Regions from separate parts of the Acanthopagrus latus genome. Here region 1 is linked to region 2. The links are chromatin contacts, called in public Hi-C maps. All regions are on one chromosome and are shown on one strand. The core of a region is the stretch at or near the end of the contact, and the rest is flanking DNA. Distances in the headings are between cores, read along the strand shown. Region 1 holds the start of LOC119029647 (T-box-containing protein TBX6L-like). Region 2 holds the start of LOC119030491 (syntaxin-2-like).

Region 1 (5,936 bases), core at 1,224-3,723, 260 kb before region 2:
TTCAGCTTCAAATGTTTATACTGAGATAAAAGTTTAGTTTAGTACATCCTAAATGTATTCTCAGTAGTTTTCTTCAAATTATTAAAATATAACTGACCATTTAAGTACAGTTTCTCGTGCAGTGGAGGAAATTTGTTTTTTTTCCTGATAGATAGTAAACAAAATTAATTCTCCCATGCCCCTTGTGATGATTTGTCATCATACAGCATGGTTTAGATGATCTAGTAGGATAAAACTCACCCGAGATGTGCTGCATGTTTCTGCGTCCTCCTTTCGTCACCGCCAACAAAGTCTGGAGACAAAGTGCTGCTTTCAGGTGTTCTAACACTGAGGTCAAAACACAATCAGGCCAGGGTCTCTATCCTTGATAAGTTCGAGCCTTGAACTTGATTGGTCATCTCAGAGAGGGGCGGGGTCTAAGCAGCAGAGAGGGGGTATAGTTGGAACAGAGAGTGTGTAGGTGGTGAGGGTTGGGGTGGGGGGTTCAGGTGAGAAAATTACCTGACATTAAGAAGGTCTACATGTAAAATTCATAAGCTCAGTGTGCAGATGTCAGTGTCCCTTGGTGCGATGATATGTACACCAGTCATTTCTGTTCTGGTATACTGGGCTGAAAGTCAACTTTTTATATGTGCTGAACTACAAAGCCTTTTATTCTTACTAGAGACAAAAGTGGCAACGAAAGTCATTTCATTCCAGGAGACATGAGTGAAGATCCATCATATGGGAACATGAACATATCTAAAACATCTGTGTGTACACTTCCTCTTTTATCAGGTTGTTGTAACCTTTGGAAAATATGCTTAGAATAAATCACAACAATGGCGTCTATGATTTTCCCAAAGACATGATAATCTCCCTGTGAGACTTGACCATGATGGATCTAGTGCTCACCTCTGAGAAGTCATACAGTATTGCACTGGGCTTGCGATGGAGACTCTACTTTGGAGGACAGTGAGCAGAATATCAAAGCGCCCTGGGGGGATGGAAGTACAGACACATCAGGTCCCCTTCCTGCCAGCATTTGGTTGCGTATTGAAAACAAGTCTGGAGATTACAGAGGTGATAGGAGTCGGGGAGTAGCCTTGACAATGGCGGACAATGCCGCTAATCCTACGAGGGCCATTTGGTCCTGGCCCCCACCAACCCCCCCTCCCGCCTCTCCATGCTGCCTCCAGTGCTCTGGGAGGAGAACGGGCCCTCTGATGGAGCCAGCAGTTAGCAGCCCGTTCACATGAAAGGCTGCTGGGAGGAAGGGAAGAGCGGCAGTTTGGACTGTAGAGGACAATGTTCAAAGTTTAAAGCCCCGTGAAAGTTAATCCTCAATGACTGCCATTTAACGTCATTTAAAATTCCAGCAGAGGTCTCAAAGTTTCCAAACACCCCGCCCCCCCTCAAAAAAATGGAGTGAATTTGGGAGAAAAGGGTGTAAAATGTCTTGTATGTAATGTACTTCCAATTGTTGTAATCATAGAGGTCTGAATTTTTAATCACTTTAATCATACAGCTTCAGTGGTGAGTTAGGACAGCAGGGTCTACTGTACATGATACTGTCAGGGTGGAGTTTTGCAACCTCTAAGCCACTTCTGTAAAATAGAAACCAAAACAGGATGAAACTCTCAGTCTTCGGACAAATGGAGGCGTCTGCAGAAGGGTTATGATCGTTTGGTTATAAGAAATGAAGAGTTCATCTATGACTGATCTAAATTAGTCTCCATTCTCCAAAAGATATTCAGTGGTGGGACAAAATCACTTGTGTGTGTCATGTTCATGTCTGACAGGCCCCACACCAGATGCCCCAGATCTATTTGTGTCATGTGCACAGACTCAGAAGGTCATTTTGGCCAAAGGATGAGCAGAACGCTCAAAGTATCTGTTTGGACACACAACTTTCCTCTTAATTGCGTTCATGCATCTATGGACATGTGTTTAATGAGCTTCCGACACGGACACGTGTTTGACCCTAATGATTCATCACACTTTAGGAAGTGGAGCTGGTCAGATTTGGGAAGTGATCCAGACCAGCATTTTCTCACTTTTGCCCTTTGTTTTTTCTATGAAATGCTCAACAGCAATGTGTTTGTTACAGATATAATGACCCCGTTTCTAAAGATAATCCACTGACCATGGATGACAGGTTAGCTATCTATGATAGCCATTAAGAAATGAAGCTGCTCACAACAAGGTCTGTGGATTATCTTGAGTTACTAAGGCATGATCTGCAGAAAAAGACATTGCTGTTGAGTTTTTCAAATGTATTTTCAGGGGCTTTGAGCACCACAAGTGGCGGGCCATCGAGTTCCATTATACTGGAGTGAAGTCGGGCCTCTCTACAGCTGATATCTCCAAAACTCAGCAACTCGAACGATACAATCCAGGCTGACATATAGCTCTACGTGTAGGAGACAAAATTTCGATTTTCTCCTGACTCGACAGCAGTCTCAGAGAGGGCGGCCCGCTGCCTTCATGAGGCCTTTCAGCTGCGGCTGAAGGCATGTTGAAACATTTCTCCTCTGCTTAAATCAACTTCAGGCTCGGCGATGGAATTCAGTCTGTTCCTGCCTGCGGCGTGTGTCACTTCTGCAGCTATACGCTACGAAGTCAAGTTCATGTAGAGAACAGAAGCACTGCGAACATCCACGTACGCTACCGGTGAAAACTGGCAGTGTGGTAAAAATGCCAAAGTGTTTTTCATGTGACTTTTTAAAGTCGCTTCTCGGCTTGGCGGTGAATCCAGCAGTAGAGTGAGCTGTGAACTTGTTTCTGTAATGCATCAGTTCTGCTGCAGTAAAAATATCTCATGGCACAGGAAACGCTGTGGTTTCGACAGTTTCGACGAGTGAGCCTGAGAGCTGCAGCTGGGAGATGCAGCGCGGCGACCCCGGTGGCGTTAGCACAGAGACGTGCCTCTGAGATCTCTTCACCGCATGGATGCAGTGGGTGGCACGAATAGTCCTTTGCCCGCCTTCGGTAGCCGAATGCCACAAGGTACTCCCCTAGCGAGGGATGGCACTTCCAGGGAAAGAGAGGTGTGTGTGTTTGTGTGGGGAGGGGGAATTCACAACAGTTTAAAAAAAAACAAAACACCTCCAGCATCTTACAAACCAGAACCGCAGCGCCAACCAGAGATATACAACTGATAAGAGCAGAGAGAACAGTGGAGCAGCATTGATGCATTAAAAGGTGCACTATGCAGTTTTGGCTGAAGACATTTTAATCAGAAGAGACAGATCTTCAGTGACTGATATATATTTTTTTTTAAATGATGCCTCTACAAACTAAATAAACAAAGTGACCTGAAAGGACAATGCAAGTTCACACTGTTGACCTGTGTTTATATGGAGTCCAAGTGAGAATTTTTGCAACCACATTACCCAACATGTAGTCAGTTTCTTAACATCCCTTTTGTTATTGAGCTGATGCCACAGAGCGCTTCAAAATAAAAGACAATACCCGGGTGTATATTCCACAAAATAAATGATCGAACCATTATACCAAGAGTAAGCTTATCACCTCAAGTGTAAAGGTGTGCCAGTGACATAGACAAAGAGCTGCATGGGAGAAGTTCAGGAAAGGAAAGAGAGGAGAAGATGAAGGTGGAGAAGGAACTGAACAAATGGCCCAGATATACTGTAAGTGCTCTGAAGGAGGAGCAGCAGAGGAGGCTGAGCTCTGCTGCCAGCTGAATGTGGGTGACAAAGCCAGAGGACCTCAGACCTGAAGGCCACAGAGCAGGGCGGAAAGAAAACGAATCATGAATCATTATCATTATAGTTAAAACATATTACATTTGGTTTATGAGTAAAATCAAAATAACACATGTTCAGAGCCAATTAACAAATATAGTTATTGAGCTAAAATTATCATTCTGAGCATTAGGCCTGAGAAATGCTCAGAAACCACAATAAAGTTTCACTTCAGCTCTTATTTGCCAATGCTGCCACCTACAGGACCTCTTCTTATAGGTGCAATCTGCAAGTTTTTACAGGCCTTTAAACAAACTTCAGACAAATGTTTGTGTTTCTAAGCCAGACGATCACATTTGCATATGCAAACAGGTTAGTGTTTTGAGCTATGGTGGCGTGAGAGCTTAAGCAGCACACTGCACCATCTTGATGTTTGTAGAACAGGACTCATACTGCAGCAGGATGATGAGGGGTCCAAGCGGTCCTGATTTCAACCCCACTGAACATTTATGGGATACTTTTAGACTGAGGGAGCTGAGCATTCTGTGACATCACAAGAAGCTCTGAGAAACACTGTCAAATCATGCTGGGGTAACAAGACTCATCGGGTTTTACACAAACTTGTGGGGTCCATGCCAGCCGGAGGGCACAATGTGAAGCCAAAATAGAAAGAACACAGAAATTCGTTGACATTTTTCAAACATTCAACTTTTCCCTCAAATTCTGAAGTTGATATGATCATTTGTAATGAGAAGAATAGTACATAATTCAGAACAATTGCAAAACAGAAGTATTTTAACTGCTTGGTCTCAGACTTTTGGACCCCACTGTATGAAATGACAGGATGGATTACAGCAGCACTTTCTAAGGAGTCCCGGTCTGCTGAGCACGCTGACACATGCATTCTGGAAAATGAGCTTTTCTGCCCCTAATGTAATAACACAAAGCACTCCACTGAAGGCGCTTTAAGAACACATAATGCTATTTTACTGGAGTGCAAACAACATTAGGACGAAGGTTGCGCCATGGGCAAAGAGGTACTCAATTATCACAAAAAGAAACAAAGTCATATTTACACTTATCCAATTCCTTACCTGCGCTCCTTCTAGTTTAGCACAGAGAGGTGATCTATGTAAGGGTGTGAAGAATTACATTCATTCCAGCTCTGATCATCTACAAAGCAAGGGACGTAAATACACCGTAAGGGCTGTAAAGAGGTCTGATCAAGGACATCTCCCACGTCAAAGGGGAGGGGAAAGATTTTCACGCAACGGGAATAATGACTGCTCGACTCTCGGCGTGGAAAAGCGTGACAAATTAAAGGAAATTGAAAAAGGAATTGATGGGAAGAGAGAAAATTAATGAAACGCTTAAACTGAGAAATTAGAGGGGGAAGAAAGGGAAAAAATGGGCAAGACAGAGAGAAGGACGTGCGAAAGTGAAGGCGGAAGGGGAGAGTGATGAGGCATGAGGAGGAAGAAGCCCTTGAGAAAGAGAGAGCGCACAAAAGGAGAGAGAGACAAACCACTGGAGACAGGAAGAGGAAGGAGAAGATAAAAAGGTAGGAGGAAACTGAAGGGATGTTTCTCCATCTGGGGAAGAGGCAATAATGAAGGGGGGGGGGGAGGCTTCAAAGTGAGCACACAGAGTTTAAACAAGTTTATTCCAGAAGTTTTGAAGCAGAATATATTTATCAGTGATAAAACTTTTCGACTGGTCGGAAACTCGAGCTGCTGTGGATCTAACGCTGACTGACGGAGGGTCTGAGGAGCACCCCGGAGGAGGCAGGAGTGGAAGCCTCTGAACAGGAGCCCCACATGAATATTTTAGGAGGGAGATCAGAGGTGAGACCCCTGCTGATACTTGCGCCTCACTTGGCTCAGGTGAAATCAGGAGGAATGAGTGAGGCGAAACACTGAGGGGACTCTCAACCCGCTCGAGCCCCGACGTCATTATGTCCTGACCTTCTGCTGTTCTGAGACGCCTCGGTCGGTCGCTGCAGAAGGTTGCACGGAGGCAGCTGTGACAATGTGTGTTTTCATTGAGTCTTTTCATCGTTAACTGCCTAAAAAAAAAAAAAAAAGATTTGAAATACCACAGCACACACTGGATTTCTTTCCTTTAAAAAGAATTCAATAGGTGGGATCACGCTGGGTCTGACCTCACAGGCTCTCCACATGGATCAACGTCCTGCTGCTTTGATGGCTGCTGTCAGAAATGTTTTATTTCACCTCCAGCAGAGGGCAGCAC
Region 2 (5,745 bases), core at 620-3,119:
GCCGTGATTAAGGGTCTGTCAGCGAATGCACCTTAGTTTCAGTAAGTCAGCATGTAGAGAACAAAGGTGCTCGCTTTCCTTTTTCACAGTTCATAAGGATTTTTTTTTAATGCAGGTGAGCTTTTAGTACAATGTAAGGCTTTGGGTGTGGAAAAATGACAAACTCCCCGAGCGAGTCATTTCTTGACTGCAGCCGGGATCTGTCTAAGACGGCAACAAATTACATCCGAGCGTCTTTTCGCCATCAGTGCAAAAACAAAAAACAGGATATACGAGAACAATGAGAGCATCACTGTGTATTTAAAGCATGTCGGTCTCCCCACGTGCTTCGTGCAAACAAGAGATGCCATTGTCACAAGTTGCAGATGTATAAGTACTAATGACCACTGACTTGGATTATATAAACAGTACCAAATGGCTGGCAGCTTGGTTTGGCAAGTAATGAATGTAATGACTATTGTTAAGACACTGAGACACTTTTCTCTTGGCCCACTTCAAAATACCCATCATCTGTCATCATCATCATCATCATCATAATCTATTCAATTTTTGGTCACAATGCCCACTGAACAGCAGAAAAACCGAAACTGATTTTTCCCACATTTCGACTTGATATGTTAAAGAAAACCTAACAAACAACACTAATACAGGCTGCATTCTTTTTAACTATACTAGCCATGACATTAGTGAGCCAGCACACATAACAGCATGACCCAGAAAAAAGTAGTGAAGTATCCAATTTGCCAGAATAGACTTTTATTTCACTGCAGGCATTCTAAAATGTCAAAGCAGGAAAGGCACAGGTGGAATTAATTAAATTAATGATGGATCTAAAAATGGCGGCCAAGTTGCCGCTGGCAACACGTGTAGAGCAAGACGATGTGGTACACTGAGCAGGTTAACACAAAACTACATGGTATTCTACTGTGATCGTGACAAACTGCGACTTTCTTGACTAGGGAGTTTAGTTTACATCGACAAACATCGTATGTGTAGTTCATTGCACGATTCAAATGAGACGAAAAAAGTATTTGTCTCTCACAACTGTATGTAACCGAAATTAGGTCCCATACGGTCCACCGGAAGGGGCGTGGCTTTGGCAAGTAATGATGACTAAAATGGTCATTTTAAAAAGCAGTGAGGACATTTCCCCAACCTTCCCAGTGTAAATGACACCAGTGAATTAGGCTACTTATAACTGCTACTTTAAATGTTAACTTCCTGATAATAGGCTGCACTTTCAGGACACTAGTTTAAGACTTTGTGTTATAGTTTTGAGCTTTATTCAACCAAAATAATACTTTCTGATTCATTATTTATAGTTTTAAAGGTTGATTACAACCAAATGATATTTTGATTAACTATACTTACTACCTGAGTATACTTCTTCCACTGCTTCATGTACAGTATTTGATACCACATTAAACAGAGGTCAATTGCTCCACGTTCCCGTGCTGGCTGCACATTGAGGACCACAGTTTCAGAACCCTCCTTTAATACTTTTTGTTAAAGTTTTGAATGTTTAATCCACCAAAACGATACTTTCTGATTCATTATTCATACTTTAAAGGTTGATTCCACCCAAATAATACTTGGTGACTGATTATTTATAGGCTTAATATAGGCCAACTTACACTTTGATTCCCATTACCTGTAGTGGAGTGGGCCACTGTCTGGTATTAGGCCTAATCAAATACGTGAATACTTATTCCACCGCATGTAGGCCTGCTGCAGTTATTAACACATTAAACATTGACACATTTCTCCTCCTCCTACCTGCTCTGTACCTTGGCCCTGTCGCGCGCGGAGCTCTCAGGTGAGGGAGGCTTGTTTTGCTCAGCGTGCTGTGTCGGGAACGCGCATCGTGGCCGCGCCCTTTATGATACAGGTGCGCTCGGCCCAGCCCACAGCAGCACGGGGAGGAGGAGGAGGAGGACACAGCGCAGGTAGGCGACAAGGTCGAGCCTCACCGTTAATACCGAAAGTGACCGAGGGACCGAGGTGATATGATGTCCCGCCTGTCTTTGTCGTGATGGTGAGGCGGGAGCATGGCGGCGGTCAGTGTCTCAGCAGCAGTTAGTCGCAGTTCAGAGACTGAGCAGTTAACACGGCCAGTGTACATCCAGCTAGTGTTTCTTTGTATGGCGGCAGCGTATCAAAGCGGGCTGTTGAGAGTGTATCTGAATAGTGTATATTAGTGTGGCAGGTGCTGACAGAGTTCAGACGGCTGTTTATGACGAGCTACAGGTGGCCATTTTAATGAGTTCCCTCTTTTTTTGTTTAACAGAAGCAGCAGCAGAAGCGAGGTGATATGACAGAGACACCAGAGAGCACAGTCAACATGGAGGAGTTCTTGAGCACGGTAACCTCACACACATACACACAGCCTCTGTTTGTTTATCTTTTCACATATCCAGTGGGCTGATAGTGTGTGTGTGTGTGTGTGTGTGTGTGTGTGTGTGTGTGTGTGTGTGTGTTGTAGGTGGGGGAGTTGAGAAGCCTCATTGAGAAGACATCTCGTCAGGCAGAGGAGTTGGAGAGGAGACATGGCGCCATCCTCTCTGCTCCCACCCAGGACAAGAGTGAGTGCAGAGAACTGCAGCACCGTGAACAGTGTGTCTGGATTGGAGCTGTAAACATGAGCTGAATATGTTTCTTAAGATGGCAGAAAAGGAGAAACTCGATGCCTCCCACTGTTGTGCTGATTGCTCTGAGGGGACTATCCCCTCCTTTAGGGCACTCACACACACACACACACACACACACACACACACACGCACACACTGTTGGGAAGACAAACAGTAGGTCCAAACTGCCTTCGACAAACACACCTTTGTCTGTTTGTAGAGTGTATTGGCCTTGAAAAGGATAAACCACTTCAGGACAGGTATAACCACACCACACAAAGGCGATTTTGGGGCTGAAGGGTCTGCCTCACATACCGGGATAGTGATGATGATGATGATGATGATGATGCCAATGTTACAGCCACAATCACAACATGGTTGCTTTGTTGATATGGAGAGCTACTGGTCTGTTTTGGTTGGCTAAATTCAACCTGAACTGGCTGGTCGGGGTCATCTTGAGGTAAAATAAAGCAGAGGATATTGACGCCGCTGTCAACCACCTAATAAGCCTGTTATAAATCCAGAGGTTAGGGTTATCTTTACTTTCAATGCATTTGAGGGAAGTGATCAAATATTTTTATTTTGTATCATTGCGCGCCGTCTTCCCAGCATCACAACAATCACAGCATCATCTCATTTTCTCAGTTTTCTGTGCTCGCAAAGCGTTACTAACCAAAAATGTCTGTATTTATCATCCTGGGAATGAGGCTGGACAATCAGCTGTCTTTCTGGAGCATTTATGGACAGCTGGGACAAATCCTACTCATTATACCTTTTATGTTAGTTGGTTGAAATATATATTTATGCAAGAGGTTCCTTCGGAGAGGTACTATTTGCTTTAATACTTTGAGTACAGTTCAGAGCCTGTACTTTTCTACTTTTACTTGAGTAAAAAACATGTGCCCTTTGCAAGCTCTGATTAAATCCATAAATCAGACAGAATCACAACATAAAACCTAAGCATTATGCACCTGGGTGAAATTACTTCTGCTATTAAGTCAGCTTGTTATATTGTTCTCAGGAAACAAAAAAGAGCTGGAGCAGCTGAACAATGAGACCAAGAGGAACGCCAACTTGGTCCGAGCAAAGTTAAAATGTGAGTGGGGAATTTTTTAATCTTTGTCCTTTTTGTACAGTAGATATAGATTTGACTCACACTGCAGATGCAACAGTTTTTCATTCAGTCTTTAAATTTGCAACGTCTTTTGGCTGTGGTCCATCATTGTTTGAGACGATGAGGAGGAAGAAGAACTGTGCAGCACATGGCACTTCCCCTATTTCTGGGACGGCATAGTTCATGACACAGGATTTGACTTGCAAATACAAAGGGAATAAAAGGCTGCTGAGCTCCACTGAGCATACTGTCAGATTAACAACACCCAGTTTGTAGAAAGATAAAAAAAAATGTTTTTGTTTTTATGACTGCAATCATCTTTTGTGTTCTTCCAGCAATGCAAAAGGACTTTAACGTGGACGAGAACAGTCAAAGTGCTTCAGTAATCCAGCGTATTCAGAAGAACCAGGTATGGCAGCATTTGAAGTTCCTGTAATAAGCCGAGTGCATAAAGATTGCCAGCTCTGAGTTTTATTACATCCTCCGGGGGAACAAAAATCTATAGAGCCGAATTAGTTCTTTCAAAGGGGCCTCAATCTTGACGCACTTGACGAGATCACCGCTGACAGCAGTCTGCGTCGGAGATTGATGTTTTGAATTAATTCCTTCTCATTTGTGGTGCAATAATCTGATTTGAATTTCTGCTGACTCCCCCCCTCCGTCAGCACTCCCACCTGACTCGTTGGTTTGCTGAAGTCATGAGGGGCTACCATAAGGCACAAGTCTCCTTCAGAGAGAAATGCAAAGCACAAATTCAGAGACAGCTGGAGATCGGTGAGTCGACAAAATCCAACCAAAACATTAACACTTGTTCTTCCCAACACTCTGCTCAGTGTGGCGTGAATTGACTTAAAATGGTACGCCAGGATCTTATCGTGCCAGTACAGTTTTTGTATTTTCAGGACAATGGAGCCAACTCTTTTGTTTGTTTTTTAGTTAGAACAACTGTGTTGGTGTTTATATACTAATTACTCTTCATACAGCCAGAGAAGTTTTTGTGTTTTTTATTGCCTCTTTCCTGTAACTCTGACGTAAGAATCTTGGCCTTGAATTTAAATAAGCTCTTTTCAACAACTTAATCCCTTCAGAGGGGCTGAAGACTAATTTGAAATATCAGTATCACAAAATGGCCAGTTAAGTACAATATACAAATCACACAAGCTGTATTTTTTTTGATAAAAGTAAAACATCACAACATGCCATTATGAGTGAAGCATTGTGGTGTTACACAGATGTCAAGCCTGTTATCCAGATGTAAGATAATATGTTCTGACTCCAGTACAGACCCCAGCAAAATTGCATCATCCCTGAAACTGAAATCCAAAGATGTACACAAAATTGTGACTCATATCATTAATGCAATATCTGTCAAAATAATCAGCGTTGATTTCTACCCCAGTACTCGGATAATGCTCAGGTTGTTAAATCTACAGTAAACTCAGTTGAGTTTGGTGGATGGACAGTGGCACAGCAGTAGGAAGGTGTAGAGGTGTAATAACGCCATCCTGTGGCGGACATCTGAACACACACAGGGCTTCTACCTTGGCACTTCTGCTCATTTTTTAAAGATGCAACACAAGAAAATGTTGACTGTCATTTGTGAAACCTTTCAGTGAAAATGCCGCAGTCAACAGATGTTTTTTCTCTTTATTTAATGAGATTAAGATCATCTGTTGTGTTGTTAAATGTGTCTCTCTCAGTGGATAAAGTGACTACAGATGAGGAGCTGGAGGAGATGCTGCAACGTGACAATCTTGCCATCTTCATATCTGATGTTAGTGGATTTTCCTTCAGTTCTGGGCAACACAAATGACTATGTACTAGTTGATGATGCTACTGTGACTTTGTTTTGTTAATCACTCAGATATGCAGTCACAGTGTTATTGGAAGCTGTTTCCAATGTTTGCTATAAATACAGGTGATGCACTTTTCCTTTCACAGGTCAGCTCTCAAGCTCGGATCTCAAGCCAGGCTCTGAGTGAGATTGAATCTCGTCATCAGGAC

Evidence for each region. A called contact is a pair of places that touch in the nucleus more often than the background predicts.
Region 1: a Hi-C map of muscle shows a contact between it and region 2, with 2.6 times the contacts expected there. The contact joins the promoter of LOC119029647 here to the promoter of LOC119030491 in region 2. A contact is called at or near these places in 3 of 4 Hi-C or Micro-C datasets (all in muscle).

Annotation. Positions count from the first base shown.
Region 1 is chr12:10,791,469-10,797,404 of fAcaLat1.1, reverse strand. LOC119029647 (T-box-containing protein TBX6L-like) reads right to left here and starts at 2,473. Exons shown (of 10, transcript XM_037116650.1): 1 at 895-2,473; 2 at 241-416. The coding sequence starts at 256.
Region 2 is chr12:10,528,477-10,534,221 of fAcaLat1.1, reverse strand. It overlaps LOC119030491 (syntaxin-2-like), which reads left to right and starts at 1,869. Exons shown (of 9, transcript XM_037118126.1): 1 at 1,869-1,946; 2 at 2,288-2,362; 3 at 2,483-2,582; 4 at 3,649-3,723; 5 at 4,077-4,150; 6 at 4,407-4,515; 7 at 5,442-5,515; 8 at 5,683-5,745. The coding sequence starts at 2,312. LOC119030492 (a long non-coding RNA gene) reads right to left here and starts at 1,918. Exons shown (of 3, transcript XR_005078295.1): 1 at 1,777-1,918.